Linked DNA regions of Gossypium hirsutum: region 2 is linked to region 1. Evidence: chromatin contacts called from public Hi-C data. All regions are on one chromosome and are shown on one strand. The core of a region is the stretch at or near the end of the contact, and the rest is flanking DNA. Distances in the headings are between cores, read along the strand shown. Region 1 holds the start of LOC107889883 (probable leucine-rich repeat receptor-like protein kinase At1g35710). Region 2 has its middle 10 kb from the start of LOC121206502.

Evidence for each region. A called contact is a pair of places that touch in the nucleus more often than the background predicts.
Region 2: a Hi-C map of leaf shows a contact between it and region 1, with 1.8 times the contacts expected there. The contact joins the enhancer-like site here to the promoter of LOC107889883 in region 1. A contact is called at or near these places in 2 of 34 Hi-C or Micro-C datasets (both in leaf).

What each region holds. Positions count from the first base shown.
Region 1 is chrA09:6,036,058-6,040,630 of Gossypium_hirsutum_v2.1, reverse strand. LOC107889883 (probable leucine-rich repeat receptor-like protein kinase At1g35710) reads left to right here and starts at 1,496. Exons shown (of 2, transcript XM_041077458.1): 1 at 1,496-4,138; 2 at 4,386-4,573. The coding sequence starts at 1,528.
Region 2 is chrA09:6,234,151-6,239,219 of Gossypium_hirsutum_v2.1, reverse strand. It overlaps the pseudogene LOC107888627. Among protein-coding and RNA genes, the nearest start is that of LOC121206502, 10 kb to the left of the region's middle. Within about 2 kb of position 2,664, at least 6 of the 9 cell types and tissues checked have an H3K27ac peak or open chromatin away from gene starts, as enhancers often do. A contact at or near this core is called in leaf, where this site is marked.

The DNA.
Region 1 (4,573 bases), core at 247-2,746:
CGTCTATGGTGGAATATAGGATCTTATGCATATTTTTATTTAAATTATTTTTTAATTTTATAATTTGCTGACAGCTCTGGATTGGAAATACCATGGAAGGACAGATCTAAGTGAATTTTTGTCAATGCTTGGAATCATTTTTCCTTCATTGAGATAGAGATTTAGGAAGGAATAATGATTCAAACCACCTATGGCTTTCCTTCATTAATCACGTTCTTCATTAGAAACTTCAACCAGAAATACACAACTTTTTTAGGCAATGACTAAAGACTTAAAAATATAACATTTACCTAATAAAATTATATTACTTTTATAAGTTTTATAATTTTTTTTATATGAATTATATTTGTTTGATTTCATAAATAGTATTTTGACAACATATTGAATAAGGGTGAACGTTTGATCTAATCGAATGAAAATTTTTTGAGTTAATTTAGTTGACGAATCCTATTTTATCATCCAAACTTGATTTGAAATTTTCTCGAACCGACTTAAGTGAGATGAAATTCAAATCGAATATATTTGTTCGAGTTAAATTAAAAAATGACTTTTAATTCTTGTAACCACTGTCACCCACCATAATCAAATTTGTTATTAACTTTCATCTCCTCATAATTTATTTATTAATATTTTACATATGGATTAGCTTCTTTAATTGCTTAGCTGCTTCAATTATATTATGATTTTTGTCACTATGTATTTTGAATTTAAAAAATATATTAAATATAAAAAAGTGATTTTTTTAATTAAAGTTATCTTAAAGATAAAACGTGAAATTTATACCAATATAAAATTTTAACACGAATATTTTATGGCATCATCAATAATTCAATTTTAACAGAAATTTATAAAGACTTAATATGATTAAATAAATCGATAATATAAACAGTACAGAATGTGAAATTTAATTTAATACTATAAATAGTAGGTATAAATAAAATCATCACTATTTAGATTTAGAGATTTTTTTTGGATGATTTTTTATTTAGGGGTAAAAGGTGAAAAATAAAAGTTTAGGGAGAAAATAAAAAATTTTGAGAGTTAAGAGAGTAAAATTTGGGGGAAAAGTAAATGGGAAAAAATATTCAAAAAAGAAAATTTGGGGGAAAATGAGTCTGGGTTAAATGGAGGTTGGGATGGGAGGGGAGGGGAGGGGAGGGGAGTAAAAAGATTTAGTGGTTTGGGGTAAAAATATAAAATATTATAGTTTGATATTCGAATTATTCTAGTTCGAAAATTAAACTTGATTTGAATTTTTTTCGATTTTTTCGAGTCGAATCGAGTTTTGCTCACCCGTAATATTGAATAGATGCGAAACTTTGTGTATGGATATATTCCGAAATGCATCTTTTATCTAATTAAAATATTATTAACTGTATAGGAAATTATAAAAGAGGTGAAAAACAAATTTATTTTATAGTAATCCAAATATACACATGTCTTTATATATATGTATATGTTTTTTTCCGGCTCTTTAAAATTAGGTAGAGAATTGGGAGTAAAGCTTCAATCCTGATCTTAATTGCTATGACATTCTCTTTTTACACTTGTTTTGCTATTTTACTTTTCTTACTCTCTATAACAGTGGGGAGCAGTGAGATTGCTAGATCAACAAATAATGATTCAGAATCTCTTTTAGCTGAGGAAAAAGCATTGATGGAAACTGGGTGGTGGAGTAACTACAGCAACATAGGTGTTCACCATTGTACATGGCCTGGTGTCAGATGCAGTGCAACTGGAATTGTCATCGAGATTGATCTTAGTGGCCATGGTCTAAATGGGAGTATAACACCTCAAATAGGTGCACTTTCCGAACTCAAGTGCCTCAACCTGTCCTCAAATAATCTTAGAGGTGTGTTACCTTCTTCACTTGGAAACCTTACTCAATTGGCAGTGCTTGATGTTTCTTATAATGAAATTTATTCTATTCCCTTGGAAATTGAGAAGATGGAGAATCTTGTTCTTCTAAATTTGACGAGGAACCTCATTGTTCATATGCCTTCAGCTATTGGTCTTTTGACCAATCTCACCCACTTGATTATGACCTCTAATCCATTGCAGAGCATCATCCCTCCCCATATATGGAACCTGAAAAAGCTAATGACTCTCCATCTCGGAAACTGCCAACTCCACGGTTCCATTCCACCAAATATTGGAAAGCTGAAGAGTTTGGTTAATCTCCATCTCTCAAGGAACATGCTTGTTGGTCCAATCCCATCTTCTGTCAACAACTTAACCAATCTTGCATCGTTGGTTCTTTATGGAAACCTACTCAATGGATCCATTCCGCAAGAAATTGGGAGACTGACAAATTTGATTACATTGGAGCTATCTTCTAATCTGCTTGTTGGTCCAATCCCATCTTCTGTCAACCACTTAACCAATCTTGCATCACTGGTTCTTAATGACAACCAACTCAATGGATCCATTCCGCATGAAATTGGGAGGCTAACGAATTTGGTTACATTACATCTATCCGCCAATATGCTTTTGGGTCCCATCCCTTCCTCTTTGGGTAAGTTATCCAGACTGGAGTCGTTCTCTCTTTATACAAATAAAATAAATGGTTCCATCCCATTAGAAATAAGAAATCTTAAGAGGTTGACTTACTTGGATCTTGGTGCCAATAACTTGAGTGGTGAAATCCCTTCGTTTCTAGGTCTTTTACCCAGCTTGAGTAGCTTGTACCTTGACTCAAATCTTTTTGAAGGTTTCATCCCATTAGATATTGGAAAATTAAAGAATCTGACTGTATTGTATCTCTCTTATAACAAACTCACTGGCTCAATCCCTTCATCACTACTTCATTTACCCAATTTAATGGATTTAACCATCGCTTCCAATCATTTGGAGGGTCCCATACCCCATGAAATTGAGAGTTTGAATGCCCTGAAATACTTGAATCTCTCAGACAACAAATTGAGTGGGCCCATTCCATCTCAGATTGGTAATTTGTCAAATTTAAGATCCTTAATTTTGGCAAACAATAACTTGAGTGGAAGGATTCCCCTGCAAATTAGTGGCTTATCTCTATATGAGCTTGATCTAAGCCATAACATCATTAGTGGAGATATACCTTCTCAACTCAATTTCCAAAACTATTCCCAAAACATTTTTCTTAGCCATAACCTTCTCCTAGGAGTGATACCTTCCCAATTTGGGAATTCAACTGATTTAAGCAGCTTAGATCTCAGTTGGAATAATCTAACGGGCACGATTCCCGAATTTCCATTTTATGTGGGGAACCTCAATTTGTCATTTAATTCACTGAGGGGTCAAATTCCAGATGGATTATTGCATTTTGCACCCGAGACATTTATAGGCAACAAGGATTTATGCGGTTCCATTCAAGGCTTCCGTCCTTGCCCTTCATCTCCAAATGTAAACCGAGAAAGAAATAGCAAAGTAGTGAAGCACAATCTGCCTATTGTTATTCTGGTTCCAACTTTGTTATTTTTTGTCTCGACTTTTGTGTTGGTGATATTCATCCTATTCCGACGATATAGAGCTAAAGCTTTGAAATCTGAGCCAAGTCCAACCAAAAATGGAGATTTATTCTGTATTTGGAACTTTGATGGAAAGATTGCTTTTGAAGACATCATCAAAGCCACAGAGGATTTTGATATCAAATATTGCATTGGAACGGGTGGTTATGGCAGTGTATACAGAGCAATCTTACCAAGTGGCAAAGTTGTTGCATTGAAAAAACTCCACCGATTGGAAGCTGAGCAGCCGGCTTATGATACAAGTTTCCGAAATGAGATCAAGTTTTTAACAGAAATACGACACAAGAACATTGTCAAGCTCCACGGATTTTGTCTCCACAATCGTTGCATGTTCTTGATTTATGAATATATGGAAAACGGAAGCTTGTTTTATGCCTTGAGCATTGATGAGGAAGCTGTGGAATTGGATTGGACCAAAAGAGTGAACATTGTCAAAGGTGTCGCACATGCTTTATCTTACATGCATCATGATTGCAACCCTCCAATTGTTCATCGAGACATCTCAAGTAATAACATTTTGTTGAACTCTGAATTGGAAGCTTTTATTTCTGATTTTGGAACTGCAAGACTTCTTGATCCTAATTCATCTAATCAAACTGTAATTGTTGGCACGTACGGATATATTGCCCCAGGTTCTATACATTCACTCTCTTTTTCCCTTTTTATTTAGCTTCATTCATTCTTAGTTTGCCCTGATTATTTATTTTGAATTACATATTATTTGAAACAAATGGGAAAAGCAAAATTAGCAAACATCAAATATAAATAAATTTTTTGTTTTAACTTGAGATTAAAGAATTCAAATGAAACTACACATGCACCTATGCACAATATAAATTCGTATCTATTTTTAACTATACTTTTTTGTTTTAATTACAGAACTTGCTTATTCATTAGTTGTGACGGAAAAATGTGATGTATATAGCTTTGGAGTGTTGGCATTGGAAATATTGATGGGAAAGCATCCTGGTGAATTGTTGTCAACACTATCATCAACGCCATCGCCATCTAATATCAAAAATGTCATGTTAAATGAAATTTTGGACCCTCGATTATCACCCCCAAGA
Region 2 (5,069 bases), core at 1,415-3,914, 200 kb before region 1:
AATAAGAAAAAACAAAGAAACAAGTTCGGAAAAAAGAAAAGCAGTCAGGTCCAGTTTTAGCAAGCTCATCAATGAAGTCATTCCTTCATGCCACCAGCTTAATCATCGTAATTTCACTAAGTAGCTGATCAATGTATTCACCACCTCCCAAAGCTGAAAAATAGAACTCAACCATAAGCTCTTACAAACATAAATCATTGCAGCAAAAGCATTCCAAAGGGAAAAATGAAAAACAACAACCCATTACTCCAATCATAACCACACCCTTTCATACCAAACCATTCCATTGAATTAATTAGGGGCGCAAATTAGAAGTCGAAATTAAATTGTAATTTTTACGATAATAAAAATATAATCTTTAAATGATTAAATCAAAATTTTATTATTTTTAGAGGGTTAAAGTGTACTTTTAATTTTATTAATTTAAAATTTCAAAAATTTTAAAAGACTTAAATGAAAATTTTTTTATTTTAAGTAGCCGACTCCTAGAATCAATTGATTTTTTTTTTGAATAAATCCTTGAACTCTTAAAAAGACACAATTTGGTATTGATGTCGAGAACCACAATCTTATTAATTAGTCATGCACCAATCACAAGAAGAAAAATTTAAAAAGTAATTTATTCAACATGTTAAGAAAATTTTAATATTTAAACAATTTATTTAAAGTTATTGATCCACAAACCAACTCACACATTAACTTATATTCATACCTGATTTTGAAAATTATCATAAATTTATTTTTTATAATTAATAAGATTTAATTGTAAATTAATTTTTACCTTAATTAACTTAAATTTTATAAAGAAAATTAGAAACCCAGCGAAAGCAGGGCTCAAAACTAGTTTTCCATAATTTGCTTGGGTACTATTAATATAAATAGAGATAAATATTAAAATTATATATGAATTTTGATCTAATATGTAATTGTATATATGAATTTTAATTTGATATAATTATACACGTGAAACTCTAATTATGGTTCAAATATATACTTGAAATTTTAATTTTCATGTACATTTAAAGAAATAAATACATCAATTTATTTTTGTATTGAATAAATATAATTATTTATGTATGCAATATATAAACATAAAATGATGTTATATTAATAATTGTGTTAATAATTTATAAGAATTGGATCAAATCAAAATTTCATTATAAAATTACACAAATCAAAGTTAATATATACAATTGCATATTAAACCATAATCCATGTATAGCTTTGAGATTTATCCCTTATTATAAATCATGTTATTTATCATATAATACTATTTTATAATTATTTTTTTAATTATAAAGTTTATCAAATGTTATTGATAAATTACAATGATAATGATTAGACCATTCCACTATTAAAATTATCAATTTGAGCACTAATATTAATAATATAAAAAATTTAGGTCACCTAATTATTAGAGACTAAAGATTGTGAATTAATGTTAGTACTAGACCTGCCCATGGGCCGGGTTGAAGACTTGTCCGAAAAGTAGAAGGGTTTGGGTAAAAATATAGGCTTGAAAAATGAATTTGGGCAAAGAATAAAGCCCGTTTTCTAAACGGGCCGAGCCTTAGGTAAGTTTTTTTGCCTAGTCCGGGTATGAATACAAAAAAAATCAATTTTTTTTACTGTTATTTGCTATTTTTTTTCTTGCTATTTTCTTGTTGTTTTTTTCACTATTTTGCTACAATTTCACAATTATGTTACTACTATTTTGTTGTTATTATTTGAATATTGTATAATCTTGTTTTATTGTTAATTTTGTTGTTATTTTTCACATTTGCTTGTTAAATTGTATTTATTTTAGTGTTGTTTAAGTATATATATATTTATTTTTAATTTGTTGTGAAACATTTATTTTAATGTTTTTAGTATTTATGGTGTATTATATATATATTTTTAAAATTATATAAAAAATTAATACGAGTTGAGTTTAGTCAAAATTTTAAGATAATTTTTCGGGCCAATCTAGGCCGACTCATAGACACATTTAGTTAGTACCATACATAATATATATTAGATGATATATAGTGTTATCAATTCTTTCAATATATAAAAAATAATTTTTATAATTAAGATTAAAATGACAAATTTTATAAATATTAAAGATTAAATTTGTTAATTTTTTTAGATTTAGCTTCTGTTATCTGTTGTAACTGACTAAATTCAGTATCTTTGGACTCTTTTTATTCTAATAAGTTATCATTTTGAAAGAGCAGAAAAATAAAATGAATACTAGTTATGTTCATCCAGAGACTCATAATTTTGGTTACATATTGCAATGACCCAGCAGATGGATGGGTTATCTCTGTAAGAGGTACACAATCTACTCGGGTTTAGTTTGAAAATTTTTTTTTACAGTAATCCTTGATTTCAGCGGTCAGTGACTAATAAAAAAGAAATAATTGTATAAAATTATAATTTCACTTTATTTTTATATATTTTTTCAATAGAAAAATTTTCAATAAAAAAATACAAATCAAAATTTTCATTAATTAATAATTCAAAATTTTGAACCTTCAACTAAAATTTAAGAAGTAATGACTATAAAAGTCTATAATCAGCGGAGCAGTTTTGACTTCACTTTGGCCCACCATCTTTTGGGGGTGTCTCTAGGAATGGAGAAATTCTGCTTGAGGACAGTAGTGGCTTCCGCGTGGGTCATAGGCTTCTTATGGCGAACCGTAACACTGAGCCCAAACCAAAAGATAGAGGAAGATCTTGACTTCGAAAGCAATAAATTTGATCCATATTGGGTTAATTGATTAGCCGGGAAATCACTAACCATTATTATTATCACAGCCTATAAAAAAAATTAAGCTTAAAGATGGCCTCACCTTTTTGTTGCACTACCCGTGTTCTTTCTTATGTTTCGATTGCACTCGTGGTCACCATTTTTCCAACTTTGGGTACTGGTTCTACCAGATTAGTCACAACATCCGAGCTAGAAATGGAAGCAAAAGCTATCCTTCATTTAGGTTGGTGGAGTTGGCACAGCAATGACACTCACAAACGTTGCAGCTGGGTAGGTATATCATGCAATGAAGCTGGGAGCATCACCAGCATTGATTGTTCACGGTTTGCGGTTAGTGGAAGCATCTCGCCTCAAATATGTGCTTTATCTTCTCTCGAGCACCTTGATCTTTCTTACAATAATATAATAGGTGAGTTACCTCAATCCCTTGGAAAACTTACACGTTTAAAAGGGCTCAATCTTTCCAGAAACTTTGTTGAAGGTTCTATCCCTTCAGGCTGTGGAAACTTGGAAAGTTTGAAGCTGTTGGACCTATCGCATAATAGAATTACTGGCCCTATCCCTTCTACCTTGGGCAACTTAACCACTTTAAAAATGTTGAACCTATCCAAAAACCAAATTAGTGGTCCTTTCCCTTCTACCTTAGGCAAATTAACCAATTTAAAACAGTTGGACTTATCCTTTAATCAAATCACTGGGGTAATTCCTCGTGAAATTGGAAACCTAAAGGATTTGTGTGAATTGAATCTAAGTAAAAACAAGCTCAATGGTTCGATCCCTTTGTCAATATTTAATTTATCCAGATTGAGCATTCTCTATCTTGATTCCAATCTTTTAGAAGGTCCCTTACCACAAGAAATGAAGAATTTGAAAGCTTTAATTTCCTTGACCTCTCCAGTAACAATTTGATTGTTCCTATTCCATCTCAAATTGGAAATTGCTCAAACTTACAAGAATTGTCTTTGAGTAACAATCATATAACTGGAAGCATTCCCTTTGAAGTCTTCAGTTGCCCTCATTATACTCTTGATCTCAGTCATAACTTCATCGAGGGAGAAATACCGCATCAATTTGATAACGATCTTTACTTTCAGGTTTTGGATCTTAGCCACAACAATCTAACAGGCATGATTCCTGCATATTTGTGGGTGTCGTATGTGCTCAATCTGTCCTATAATTCTCTAGACGGTCCTATACCAGGGCATTTGAGTGAATTTTCATCTGATTCATTTTGGGGAAACAAGTATTTATGTGGAAACATACGAGGTTTCTCTCCTTGCCCTTCTACATCAAGCAACAAGTTAAAAATTGTTGAAATCATTCTTCCCGTTCTCTGTTTTTTGGCCTTCTTGGCTTTAGGAGTCTTACTCTTCCTTAGATCCAGAGCAAAAGATAACATTCCTGAACCAAATGTCACAAAAAATGGAGATTTATTCTCAATCTTGAACTTTGACGGAAGAATTGCATTTGAAGATATCATTGAGGCGACCAACGACTTTGACATCCGATACTGTATTGGGACTGGTGGTTATGGTAGTGTTTATAGAGCGCAGTTACCAAGTGGAAAGATTGTTGCCTTGAAGAAACTTCATCGTAGAGAAGCAGAGGTCCTAGCTTTTGACAAGAGTTTCAAGAATGAGGCAAAAATATTATCAGAAATACGACACAAGAACATAGTGAAGCTTCATGGATTTTGTCTCCATAATCGTTGCATGTTTTTGATTTACGAATACATGGCTCGAGGGAGCTTATTTTGTGTTCTCGCCTATGATAATGAAGCAATGGAGCTGGATTGGACCAAAAGAGTGAAGATAATCAAAGATACAGCATGTGCTTTATCTTATCTGCATCATGATTGCCACCCACCAATAGTTCACCGAGACATATCAAGCAATAACATTTTATTGAACTCCAATCTTGAGGCTTGTGTCTCGGATTTTGGCACAGCTAGACTCATTGATCCTGATTCGTCTATTCAAACAATGCTTGTTGGCACCTACGGTTATATTGCACCAGGTCAAGTTTCTAAGCTTTGAGTCTGCTTTTGTTTTGTTATTCGACTTTGGGTTGTAAGTATGCCTTTGAGGTATTGAAAACTTGACCCCAATTCTTAAACCATAATGAAAAGTGGCATATTAGCTATTTTTAAATTGCTTGTGGTTAAAGATTAGCAACAGTTTATGCATATAGTGCCATGAATTATCAAGTGCTGGAGTTCTTTTGTTATAAAGACTCTCGATTTTCGATCTTTTAAATTATTTTAACGATTATATTTTAATTGGGTTTCTTTTGTTGTTAAATGCAGAACTTGCTT